Regions from separate parts of the Mus musculus genome. Here regions 2 and 3 are each linked to region 1. A link is a contact called in public Hi-C data. All regions are on one chromosome and are shown on one strand. The core of a region is the stretch at or near the end of the contact, and the rest is flanking DNA. Distances in the headings are between cores, read along the strand shown. Region 1 holds the start of Adamtsl1 (ADAMTS-like 1). Region 2 overlaps Adamtsl1 (ADAMTS-like 1). Region 3 overlaps Adamtsl1 (ADAMTS-like 1).

The links. Hi-C and Micro-C count contacts between places; a contact is called where the count stands out from the background.
Region 2: a Hi-C map of embryonic stem cells shows a contact between it and region 1, with 4 times the contacts expected there. The contact joins the enhancer-like site here to the promoter of Adamtsl1 in region 1. A contact is called at or near these places in 1 of 39 promoter capture datasets (embryonic stem cells), 12 of 484 Hi-C or Micro-C datasets (embryonic fibroblasts, embryonic stem cells, muscle stem cells and 2 more), 9 of 115 datasets of contacts at active chromatin or transcription factors (embryonic stem cells, fibro-adipogenic progenitors and neural progenitor cells) and 4 of 9 other capture datasets (adipose tissue, embryonic stem cells, liver and 1 more).
Region 3: a Hi-C map of uterus shows a contact between it and region 1, with 2.4 times the contacts expected there. The contact joins the enhancer-like site here to the promoter of Adamtsl1 in region 1. A contact is called at or near these places in 2 of 39 promoter capture datasets (cranial neural crest and liver), 5 of 484 Hi-C or Micro-C datasets (brain, cranial neural crest, embryonic fibroblasts and 2 more) and 3 of 115 datasets of contacts at active chromatin or transcription factors (astrocytes, embryonic stem cells and fibro-adipogenic progenitors).

Annotation. Positions count from the first base shown.
Region 1 is chr4:86,052,194-86,056,227 of GRCm38.p6, reverse strand. It overlaps Adamtsl1 (ADAMTS-like 1), which reads right to left and starts at 2,253. Exons shown (of 29, transcript NM_001368621.1): 1 at 2,108-2,253. The coding sequence starts at 2,170.
Region 2 is chr4:86,181,865-86,185,758 of GRCm38.p6, reverse strand. The region is part of intron 4 of Adamtsl1 (ADAMTS-like 1); the gene reads right to left. Among named protein-coding and RNA genes, the nearest start is that of Adamtsl1, 130 kb to the right of the region's middle. Within about 2 kb of position 1,923, at least 41 of the 459 cell types and tissues checked have an H3K27ac peak or open chromatin away from gene starts, as enhancers often do. A contact at or near this core is called in embryonic stem cells, neural progenitor cells and stem cell-derived neural progenitor cells, where this site is marked.
Region 3 is chr4:86,292,979-86,297,274 of GRCm38.p6, reverse strand. The region is part of intron 15 of Adamtsl1 (ADAMTS-like 1); the gene reads right to left. Among named protein-coding and RNA genes, the nearest start is that of Gm33730, 150 kb to the left of the region's middle. Within about 2 kb of position 2,189, at least 31 of the 459 cell types and tissues checked have an H3K27ac peak or open chromatin away from gene starts, as enhancers often do. A contact at or near this core is called in uterus, where this site is marked.

The DNA.
Region 1 (4,034 bases), core at 1,004-3,503:
AGCATTTAATGACAAAGCACAATGAGTGCCTGTCATACTACACACATCTTTAAAGGCCTTAATGATCTATAAAACTTATACATCTCCAATTAAGAATATGTCCTTAATTCTTGAGCACTTGCTATCCACAGTATAAAGTACACATAAACAAAGCACATATTTCTCATTTGTAAATGGGCTTAAAATGATCTGATTCACACGGCTATTGTGAGGAGCCACTAGAATGCTTTACAAGCAACTAATCTAGTGTTTGACACTTCCAGACACACTCCGTATGACAGCCATTATAGTTCTTTTCTTTCTAGCATAGCCTTCAAACTTGTAATCACTTAAACATATGCATAAAACAAACCTGGGTGTGAGATTTCATTCTAATTCCATCATATAAGCATTGTAATTCAGACATATATTAAATCCTTTTGAAATTGACACTTTTTTCAAGGTGAGTCTACTTAATTGCTCAGTTACCTATATGAATATTCAAGATATGAAAAGGGAGTGTAATGCATTTACCAAATGAATAGAAATCAATTGGCTGCTGAATGAGAGTGTTGTTTAATCATATTTCCACATGAGAGAAACATGGCTAGTAATGTGAACTAGTAATTTGCTTTATGATGCCATTTAATGGAGAATAACATACACTTTAAAAACAATCACAAAGAAGGAAAGATGAGACGAATTAATGATCTATGCAAGTCACAGATCCCATATGGAAAAAATGAGACAGCTCTCTCGAACTGCTTGCTCCACAGCCGTAAAGGGCACCTCACACACCGTTCATTTCAGTCCTGTGTGAAACCAACATCTACTCTACTCTTCCTAACCCTTTACTTGCTGTTTAAATGTTCATGCAAGCTGAAACTATTTCTAATTGCAAAGTAGTGGTCCCCATTTAAAGTGACAGTGATGCAGCTGATTACAATATGACATTGTAAGAAATAGCTCCTTGGTGTCTGGTCACTATACCCCACTGATCCTCCCGGAGTTTTCCAATTTGTAACAAATGGTTCCCTTCTCTTCATCAAAATTCCAATGTCCATCCAATTTGTCAGAATCAAAGCAGAACAAACTAACCTTTCCCCATCAACAAAACAATGTGTCTTATACAACGGTTACACTTTTACCTTCGTCTTCTCTTTCTCTTCCTTCTGAAGTAGTTCTGGTGTGTCATAATTGTGACAGGAAGAGCTAGAGTCACGTTTCTTTGCAATCAGAGTGTGCACATTTTGGAATCAAACTTTCAGATGAGGTTTACTAAACTGCTTGCCCAGAACACTCTGGTTTAAAAGAAATGTGCATTGCTATTAATATTTTGAGTGTAGATTTTTTGGACAGTATATGTTCATTTTCTGCCCATAAAACCAAGTATGAGTCACAATGGAACATTTACTTCGAGTCAAAAATGCAATGTGTGCTGATGTTCAAGAGAAGAGCCTTATCGCTGGGGCTGGAAATCAGCAGGACAAGGAGTCCAGGGATCTCTATTTGCCTTCAGAAGTAGATCTGAGATCAAAGACTTTAATCTTCAATTCATAAACATTAGCATTAACTTGAATCCATAAATGTGTATAGTAATTATGGGTTATACTCTGGTTTGATTGTAAACAGGGCTCTCGTTCCTTCCTTTTTCACCTGGTTCAAGAGTCTTTATGTATGGAGGAAAATAATTCACACAGGCACTGGGGAAACAAGAACCAAGCAAGCTCCTCACCGCCTAGCCTTCAGAAACCCCAAAATCACCATAGTGAGTTTGATCTCAGGACATCTGTCCTCAGGATCCCATGCTAACACAGTTATTTATATAGTTTTCAGCACATAATATCTGCAGAAGAATACCCTGAATTTCAAGTCTCAATATCAGTATCATTCACTAACTCTAAAAAGTCTTTTATATTTGATTTTGCTGGGAAAGTTGGGGTTAAAGTTCTCAAAGAGTTGAGGTGTACTTTGTAAGCCATGAAAATTCTTTTACCTGGAGTTGGAAGATCATACACAGACAGACAGAAGTACACACACACACACACACACACACACACACACACACCCTCCAGCAGCACCCAGACCAAGTGGCAATAGTAACGTATTGAAATGAAAAGGCATTTACCAGGAGTAGGAAAGCCAGAACGAGCAGCGGTGTGCCAGGAGCTGCCCGACGGCAGCATTCCATACTTGGATCTTTGCCGGAATCCGAATCGGACACTGAATAAGCTGCTAAGTGCTCCTCTGCCCGCTGCTGTCACATCCAGTGCTGGGGCTCACACTCCAGCCCTGCCTATCAGCTTCCATCAGCCCCGCTCACATTTCCTGAGCGAGGGTGGGTGGGTGGATGGGTGGGGGGTAAGCTGAATGGAATCTCTCTAGAGCAGGCAGCCAGCCAATCAGACTCCTGCTAATCAGACATGCTGAATAACAAAGCGGTTGGGGGGGGGGTGCGCAGAGAAAGTGAACAGTGTGAGCAGAAAAGAGAGAAAGGGACTGAAAGGCAGGGGAGCAAGGAGCTGAGCCCGAGAAGAGGAGAGATAGATGTGCACTGGCAGAAGCGCAAAGCTCAAAGAGGAAGCAGGGCTGCGCTCTGAACAAACCTGGTTAGTGCTCTGTGAGACGCGATTCTGTTTGCCATTTGCCTAGGCTGGTGTCTGTTGCTCTGGAAAGTACAGTAGCTCCCTGTGACGGTGTATTGTTCCATTCAGGAGAGAAACTTAATCCCCGTCAATATAGAACATATGCTATAAAGGGACCAAGCCCTAGTCGGGACTGAATGTGCCCTTTAAGTGTATTCGGTGCTAGCGTTCTCTTCCTCTTCTATAAAGTGCCTTTTTATTTTCCCCTTTGAGTTTGGAAAAGAATACTATAGATGGTTTGGAAAGGTCCTAACTAAACCTAACAACGGCTTTAGTTATTTTCTGTATTGGGGTCTTGGTTTAAAAATAAAGGGCTGGCAAAACCTTTCTTTGTGGATTGACAATTTGAAACATCCAATACTTACAAGTTTAAAGGTACAATAAGACTCATTTAGAGCCCCTAGTTTAAAAGAAGCCCTTGACAAAGACTCCAGGATGAGGATGTTGAAATTTGTTGTGAAACAAGTGCTGGGTTTTGACACCTTGACAGCTTTTAATTATCTGATTTAACCCATGACAGGAAAGAAAGGCTGATTTAACCCTCACTTAACCCCAAACATTCTTCATCGGACACCTGACTCAGGCTTTCTCAGAGCTGCTATGACAAAACAACAAAATTTTGAGTGGGGTACCACCTCTTTCCTCTTCGCAGTGGAAATAGGGCCAGGCAGGTTGACCTCTGAGGTGCAATCCAGCTGTAGGAAGTACTAATGGGCTCCAGAGTGTCCGCATGGCTACGGGAAAAGGCCCGAAGATTGGGAGCCTGTTTCACTCAAATCAAGCAAAGCCTGAACGGGCCAGGAGGGTTTTTATTAATATATTAAACAAGTGTTAAGTATCCAATAAGGTTGTCTTTCCTCCTTATCAGTCCAGGAACACCATTTCGGATAAAGAATAAAGCAGTGAGCAAAGCCCCATTTCCACAGGAGAAGAGTTTCCTTGCAGATCTGTCAGCCCAGAAATACCCAGAGAAGGCAGAGGGCACTTAGAATGCATGTTCTTCCCTCTCATTATTAAAAAAACTACCTCACTGTAATAGGCGTGCGAATCCAGGCAGGTCTGCCATATACACACCTGCCTGAGGCTTTGCAAAGAGGTGGAGAAAAGCAGGTTGTTCAGCTTTGGTTATTCCTTCCATGTGGTGTATCGATCTGAGAGGAGGGTTTTTTTTTTCTTTTTTTCTTAGATATTTTCTTTATTTACATTTCAAATGCTATCCCAAAAGTAGTTCCCTATACCCTCCCCCACCCTGCTCTCCTACCCATCCACTCCCACTTCTTGGCCCTGGCTTTCCCCTTTACTGGGGCATATAAAGTTTGCTAGACCAAGGGGCCTCTCTTCCCAATGATGGCCAACTAGGCTATCTTCTGCTACATACGCAGCTAGCAACATGAGCTTTTAACAATCCCA
Region 2 (3,894 bases), core at 674-3,173, 130 kb before region 1:
GGGAAGGAATGGGGTGTTTGTGAATCATATTCTGTGTGTTGGGTATGGTTTGTCCTTTATAGACTTCATGTAGACTGGACAGTAGATCACAATCAATTTTGTGACTATACATAAGACATAGCCAATCAACTTCCTAAGTCGCACACCTAGAATATGACAGTTGGGATTCTGACCTTCTAATATATGCTTCCTTATCATTCTCCATCACTCAAGACACTGGAGGATGTGTACAAAGAGCTGGCACTAACCAGCGGCCCAAGTGAGAACACACTGTTTATTGCAGAGGCTTCTGAGGAAGGCTTCTTCTGACTCTCTGTTTCAAAGCCTAGCCCACCAGCAACCTCTCACTAATGCTGCCCTGGTTTCTTAGCATCAACTCAGAGTCATTCTTGGGACAAGAAGATGTAACCAAAGAAAAGTATTTAGGAGACAAAATACTCCCCCCCCCCCCACACACACACCAAGGCTTTTCTCCTGTGTGAGAACCACCCCTCTCCTAAAATTGTGTTTCTGGGGGCTAGAGAGATGGCTCAGCAAGTTAGAGCACTGACTGCTCTTCCAGAGGTCCTGAGTTCAATTCATAGCAACCACATGGTGGCTCACAACCATCTGTAATAGTGGGATCTGATAACCTCTTCTGGTGTGTCTGAAGATAACTACAATGTACTCACATACATAAAATAAATAAATAAATCTTTTTTAAAAATGTGTTTCTGATGCTTGGATATAGTTTAGCTTCAGCAGTGACTAGGTTATTACCTGAGGACATCCTAAAGGAGAAATTAATGATGACAAAGGAAGATGAGGGTCCAGAGAATAAAAAACAACTGAACTCAGCCCAGACACTTCTGAACTATCTAACCCCACAGAGACCTTCTCTCATTAGAGCGTGCCAAAAGCCAGTGATTATCATCCCAGTGTGAACTTCCAATTTGAAGCACACAGTGTCAGAAGAAGAGGAAAAGTCAATTCGGAAGCATGCTGACTCCAGCATCCACCTCTCGTTTCCAGGGGTCAGGTCTTATAGCTTGTGGGCAAGCAGACCAAGTGCCACATCGAATCATTACCTCAGCTTTGCCTAGGTCGACTATAACATACAAACTTTGGAGCATGAGAATAGAGCATGCTGCCATCATGGGAATGTTCCACTTGGGAAAGTTACTACATTGCACAAAAGGAGAAAAACTGTCCCTCTTATCTTCCAGAGTAAGAGGATGCGGGAGAGTTATGCAAGCCGTCTGTACACTACCCATCTGCCCCAAGGTTCAGAACTGTTACTAGCATCAGTATGTTCCTCTCCAGCCATGTCTACATGCAGCTCTGATTTCTGATCCAGAGTAAAAGCAAAATTCAAAATAAAACAAGCTAATACCCAAATGGCAGAATCAAAAGCATCCGATGTCATTTCTATTCTATGTTTTTCAAAGTAAAATGCAAAATCCACTGGTTTCTACAAACATATTGTTACCTTCAAACAAACCAGACCAAGCTTGCATTCCTGTTTGGATTACAGTTTAATGCCTGGTTAGAAACTGTGTTATAACTAACAGCTTTCTTGATTACTGTGCCAGCCATGGAGTCTAACTAGATATTAAGAGCTCCATTTTGTAAGCAGTCATTTAAATTGCAGATGTGGCTTCAGCTGGCCCAACTTGTGCTTGTAATCATAAATCAACATGTGATGGGTGAGGAAGCTGCCATTCTCTGAACCGTCTCATTAGAATGCAAAGAGGCACAGCTACACTTTTGTTTTTCTTTTTGTTTTTTCCCATGCAGACATGCATGTCACTGTTTTCATGGCTATTTTCTGAGTTTGGGAACAGCAGAGGGGCAAAAAGGAGGGGAAGAGTCCTGGGGAGGGGAATTCCCAGAAGTGCTGGCATCATGATCTCCATCACAAAGAGCAAGCCTCTGCTCTGCAAACTGGGAGTGGCATTGTACTCTCTGTGGGAGGGTGAGAGGCTTAAAGGTCACAGCTGTGCTTTCAAGGGTGTTATCAGTCCAACTCTGGGGGAATTGTGGGTATAGGACTAGGAGGTGAAGTGCCTGAAACTTAAAATGGTGTAGCACTGGGAAACCACACACACACACACACCCCACCCCCTGCCCTGCCCCAACATGCAAGTCCCTTGGGATTTTAAACATAGAATTACCATGTGATACACCAATTGACTTCTCTGTATAGACTTGAAATAACTGAAACCACAGGCATGAATAGGTACTTGCATGTCTAATAACAGCGTTATCCACTACTGCTGGAAGCAGAAAATGTCCATCCAGGTGAGAGGGTAAACAAAATTTCATCTATCTCAAATATTACCATAAAAAGAATGAGATTTCTAATTTAAGCTAAATTGTCTAAATAATAATTTCTGATCACATGGATAAACTTTCGGCATTTTAGACTTCCTAAGTTGGGGGGAAAAACCCCTCACATTGGGCAGAAAATTAACTTTGTATGATTTCACTCATATGAGCACTAAAATAAATAGACATGGGCACTAGATTGGCAGCTACCAGGAGCTCAAGTGAGGGGAGAGTGCGGAGTTATTCATTAATAGGTGTGGCACTTCATTTGGGGGATGAGCAAGTTTTAGAGGTGGGTGATAGTAATGGGTATATCACAGTGTTAATGAGCTCACTATCACGGGACCAACATACTTAAAAGAGGGTAAATTGGTAAATTGTATGTTACATCTGTTTTACAACAATGGAAAAAGGAGACAAATTTACACACACACACACACAAATAATCAACACAAGGAACACACAGATGGAACAGTGTAATTAGATGCACTCGTACAAGTAAACATGTGATACTGTTTGGTTTTGGTGCAACTCTGTAATGATGTCCTTATTCTGCCCTGCTCAGTCTTGTGGCTTCTTTATGTGTTCATGGAAAGAGAAGCTTGTATGTTTGCCTTTGCCATTCTTTTGCAGAGCCAGATCAATATTCAACTATATGATGTCTATAGTCCAGTATAGTATCAAGAGATCTCAGAGCATGGTATACTTTGGAATTAGAAGATATAAATGGAAATTCAAGTCTTGTTATTTATCAGCTATGTGGCTCTGTCCATGTCACCTCATCTGTCTGTTCCTTGGCCTATCTATCTGCAAAGTATAGCAATCACTCCTCTAAAAGATGAAGACTCCATGCAAGAACGCAAAGCTCTTAAAGTTTAAGGATGAGACCAGCTACAATGGCTATTAATTATAACAAAAACAATAGCAGCAAATTAGCTGAAGGAGGAGAAGACACAAAGGAAAGAATACTAAAGTGTCTTAAAAACTGCTCTGTGATATTCTTCAAGAGCCCAAAACTTGGAAGACTCAACTATACACAATACTCATATCTTAAAAAATTCAAACACAATTAAAAAAAGAAATCAATAAAAATTTTAAAACTTGCAAAAAAGAACAAAGTATAATGATACATATGTTTAGTAATACCATGGTGATACTTATTACTCTGAATGCTAACTTAAAAAATAAAAATAATCTCAAATATAGGTGTGAAAAAATAACTGAGCTCTCATTTCATGGACAAGATTATTATTCACTATTTATGTGATTTAGTTTGCCCTCCTAGAAGATACACACAGCTCCAAGACTAATAAGAAAATTGAGACTACTGAAAGATTACAAATCAAACATTCATAGAAAATTCACCATCACGAATAAACTGGGCCTGGGCATGGCCCTTCAAACCTATCACTTCTCTGTATCCTGCAGATTTATCTTCATGGGTCCAGTACCTTTCTATGAGGGTAGAAAGTCTCCACAAGCTATGCAGGCATGATGACAGATTATCTCTAGGAACTCATTCTTTTATCAGTATAAACAACTGAGAATCTCTTGCGTCTTATAGACTTGAGTAGCAGAATGAAAGGG
Region 3 (4,296 bases), core at 940-3,439, 240 kb before region 1:
TGCTGTGAAGAGACACCATGATCAAGACAACTCTTATAAAAGAAAGCATTTAAGTTTCTTAAATTTGGGGGTTCCTTAAGTTTCAATATTGTTACAGTTTCAAATATTGTCCAAAAGCCTTGGACAAATCTTTGAGTGCCATTAACTCCAGGACTTTCTAAGTTGATGGTAGGGAAAGCCAAAAAAAAAAAAATGTTTTCCCTTTGAAGGTGCTGCTTCAGTTCTGTTAACTGCTTTGTAAGGAGTAAGATTTCTGAACTATAAAATCCCCAATGTTTCATCATGACATCAGGATTTCAAATATGTGCATCTGAGGCTAACTCAGTTGGACCAAGCATGATGGTATGATCGAGGCCCCAGATAGAATCCAAGCACCAAAGCAAAACAAAACAAAAACTCAAACAAACGAACAGATAGTCAGGCCTTGATCATCTCTAAGAACTGGCATTCCCAGCTTCAGAGAACAAAGCAAGTTTTGTCCATGACTATAACCACAGCACAATGCCTGGCACAGGAAACAGTCAATAAATACTTAGTTAATGGAGACTGAACAAAGAGAAATTCTGATTATCTTTAAGGGCATCATAAACTTCTAAGTAGAGGGATGCGGGGTGTTTTATAGTCTTTGCACACAGACAAATGTAATCAAGGTATGGTGAAAACATTTACCATTTCAGTCTATAGCTGACCTCAAGTTCTGAATGCCAGGCCTAAGTGCTTCATATGAAAAGTGAAATCGCAGTCTCCCTAGGGTTCTTTATCATGGAAGCCAGTTTCTGTTTTGTGCAGAGATGTTTCTCTGTGTTAAATTTGGTTCCAGGTTTGTTTTTCCTAATAGAACCTATGCATATTTTCTTTCTTATTTGCAAACCTTTTATTTTATAGGAAATATAATCCTTATCTTCAAAGGATCTCAGGATGGTAGTATGGGGAGGGCCTCAGTGATCAAGTAACACTAGCTAGCTTGATCATGACTTCCTTTTTGATCCCCTTACCTGTAGCACCATTATCCTGACAAGTTGACAGGCTCAGTCAGCACATACTGGGTTACTGGAGGGGGGCAAACAAAATGCCGACATTTGCATTGCATTTTGTCAATGAAAATATTACACAGACGATACCATTTCTGATTCTACATGAGAAACAATTGCGATACAATACATAGGTGGTAGGTAATAAAAGCTAACCATCACTGTTTTTATTGGCTTGGGTGGTCAGCACGGGTCATCTCTATCCAAGAAAGACTGGCCCTTTTATGACCTTGTTTAAGCTTCTTTGTTGAGCTCCACTTACTGTAGGAAATACAGTCTAAGCAGCTTTAGGACCGGAGGCCTCCATGGGTGTGGCCTCTGCCTGTTCTTTATGGCACCTACTTCTTGTCCTTTCCTTTGTGTGAAAAAATGTTCTCTTTCCTTTGCCTGGATAAATCCTGCTTTTATGCTTCATCATACAGCGTGGGCTCTAGCTCCTCCAGGAAGAATCAGCCCTGAGGCCTCAAGCTCCCTTGGAACAATTGCTGTTTTGAGGTTGTCCCTTAACAGGTGACATCTTCAAGATGGGGTGTTGTGTTCTGAGGACTGGTACCAAAAGCCTGCTAGACATTAAGATGACTGCCTGTTAGTAAGAGTTTATTACTCTAAGGGCATCTGAACATGTCCTCCAAATCTGGACTTAATGCCTGTGGATGATGGTGAGCTTTGGTGTGCTTTCTCTTTTTGAATTTAAAAGTTAGTGTGGACAGAGCTGAGAAGCAGCATGTCAGCATATGGGAGCTTTAGGGAAGCAGCAGAAGGTAAACCAGTCTTCAGAGAGCACGGTGAAATAACAGCCTTTAAAACAGGACCAGGGTGCCTGCCATGCTTTGAAAGCTCCATTGACTCAATGAAAACACGGCTGTCTTAAAAGGCGACACCTTTCGCTCTGGCCATTTTTAAGGGAATATAAAAGAAAAGTTGAAATTGGAAATCACGTGCTGTCAGTGTGCATGGGTCTTGTTAGTGCACAATAAAGTGGGTGTTCTGGTCTGCTTTTAAAGAGAGGACTCTTTGACCCTAACAGTCCCTTTAAATAAGGATTCTCAGCTTCTTTGATTCTTGTTGGTTCTCAGAAAGGTCCTAGGACTGAGCAGAGATTAGGGCTAGTGCAGAGGGTGGGGAGAGGGAGAGGGAAGAGACTGAATACCATTCCTGGAATTAGGAGCTCCCCCCTCCACTGTTTATCTCCCCGGCACCACTCAGCTGTTCTCTGTTGCACAGAAATAAAAGTTTAGTTTAAGAAGTATGTTAGAACAAAGCTGCAGAAATTGCCTGGAATTTCCTTCATTTTCAGCCATCTGGCTTTCATTTCTAACTCCGTTCCCCTCCTCCACATACATTTACCAAATCTTTTCAACACACACTGGTGGAGCTATCAAATGCTTATAATTAATAACAGTCATACATTTAAAAAAAAAAAAAGTAGTGCTTTCTGGTTTTCTTTGGCTGCTCATGTCACTGCTATTATAAACCAGGGAGATAGTAACTTATTTATTAAGACTTAGCTCAAATCTAATCGAATTTAAGTCTTGAATTTAAAAAATCATGCTTTCATGGAAATTATGACTATTGTTTCTCAGCTAAACTAAAAGATGACCACGTATTTCTCTGGGTGATGATTGTGATTTTGTTTTTTTTTTTTTTTTAATTTTTAATTTTTGAGGCAGACTTGGGTGCTCAGGTATTTTAGGCAGGCCTGGTATTCATAATCCTCTTAATTTGATATCTGAGTTCTGGAACTTTAGAATTGTGTTTTTATACCTAGCAGAGTGTGTGTGTGTGTGTTGGGGGTACAGAGTATTTGAACCCAAGGCCTTATACATGCTGGTCAAACATCCTGACACTGAGCTACACCGCAGCACAGATCTTATTATTGTTTTTGTTATTGACAGAGTCTCACCCTGTAGCCTATGCTGGCCTGGAACTATGCTGGCCCAGGCTTACCACAACTCCATGGCAATCCACTTGCCTCAGTCCCTTAAGTACTGAAGTTGTCGCCGTGACTCACTATACCCAGCATTATAAAATGTTTCCCCATTTTAAAGAAGAGAATGAAGATCTAAAAACGTCCATAGCCCTTCAAAGGTTAGTGAGAAGTGGCCCAAGAGGCTTGGACCACAGGTCTACATCTACTTGCTCATCGTTTTGAATGTCTCGGGGATGGGAAAGCTTCATAGCTCATGAGTGGGGCTGAGTGAAAACTTGAACCTTCTGAGCAATAAATGCAGTAAGATCTTGTTTACAAATATCAGAGCCTTGTATATTTGTGTATGTTCACAAACATATATAAATTTATGAAAGGTAGTCTTGATGCATATATACCAAGCCACCAGCATATCTCTCTCTGGGCAAGAAAGGGAGCAAAAAGTGACTAAGCTGGTTAAGGGTGGGGTTGGGGGGGGAGGTTACCTTTCTGCCCTGATTACTACTGCTGTGCTTGAGGAGTTTTAAAAAAATCTTTTGTTTTAAGGAAACAAATACAGTCTGAATGCACTGTAATCACATCATTTTACCTTTCTTTCCCCCTCCAGTTCTTCTCATGTCCCTTCACCTCATCTTGAATTCATGATCTCGTCTATAACATTGTTAGATTGTTTTATATGCATACACACACCCCCATACACACCCCCCCACACACACACACAATCTACTGAGCCTATTTAGTGTTGCTTGAATGTACATGTGTTTAGAATTGACCACTTAGGATTGAAAAACCTCTTAGGGGGTTCATCCCTAGAGAAAACGGATTCTCTCCCCGTCAACTTCTATTGGTTGCCTGTAGTTTCTCACCCAGAGGTAAAGCCTTACAAACTTTTCTCCCATACACAGTGGCATGTTGTTTGGTATGGTCACTGTGCGGGTCATGTGCAGGCAACTATACTGTTGAGAGTTCATGATGGCAGCATCCCTGATATGCATCAAATCGTCAAAGACACTATCTCATAGTAGCCATTTTGACCCTCTGGCTCTTCCCATCTTTTTACCTTCTCTTCCTTGATATTCCCTTGAGTTTTAAAGGATAGGTCTCTTCATGAGCTACTTAGATAATCAGAATGCCCAGAAAGTTTTGTTTTTTAATAAACTGGTAACAGAGACTAATTTCTTTCCCCACAATGGCTCTTGGCTTCTTTTTAAAATCTTCTCGGAGCCAACCACACTCACTGATGGCACACTGGGGAAGAGGATACAGCCTCTGAGACTCAAATTGCTTATTGTTAAATGTGCACAAAAGAGTTTCCTTCTCTATGATAATAACTCCTTT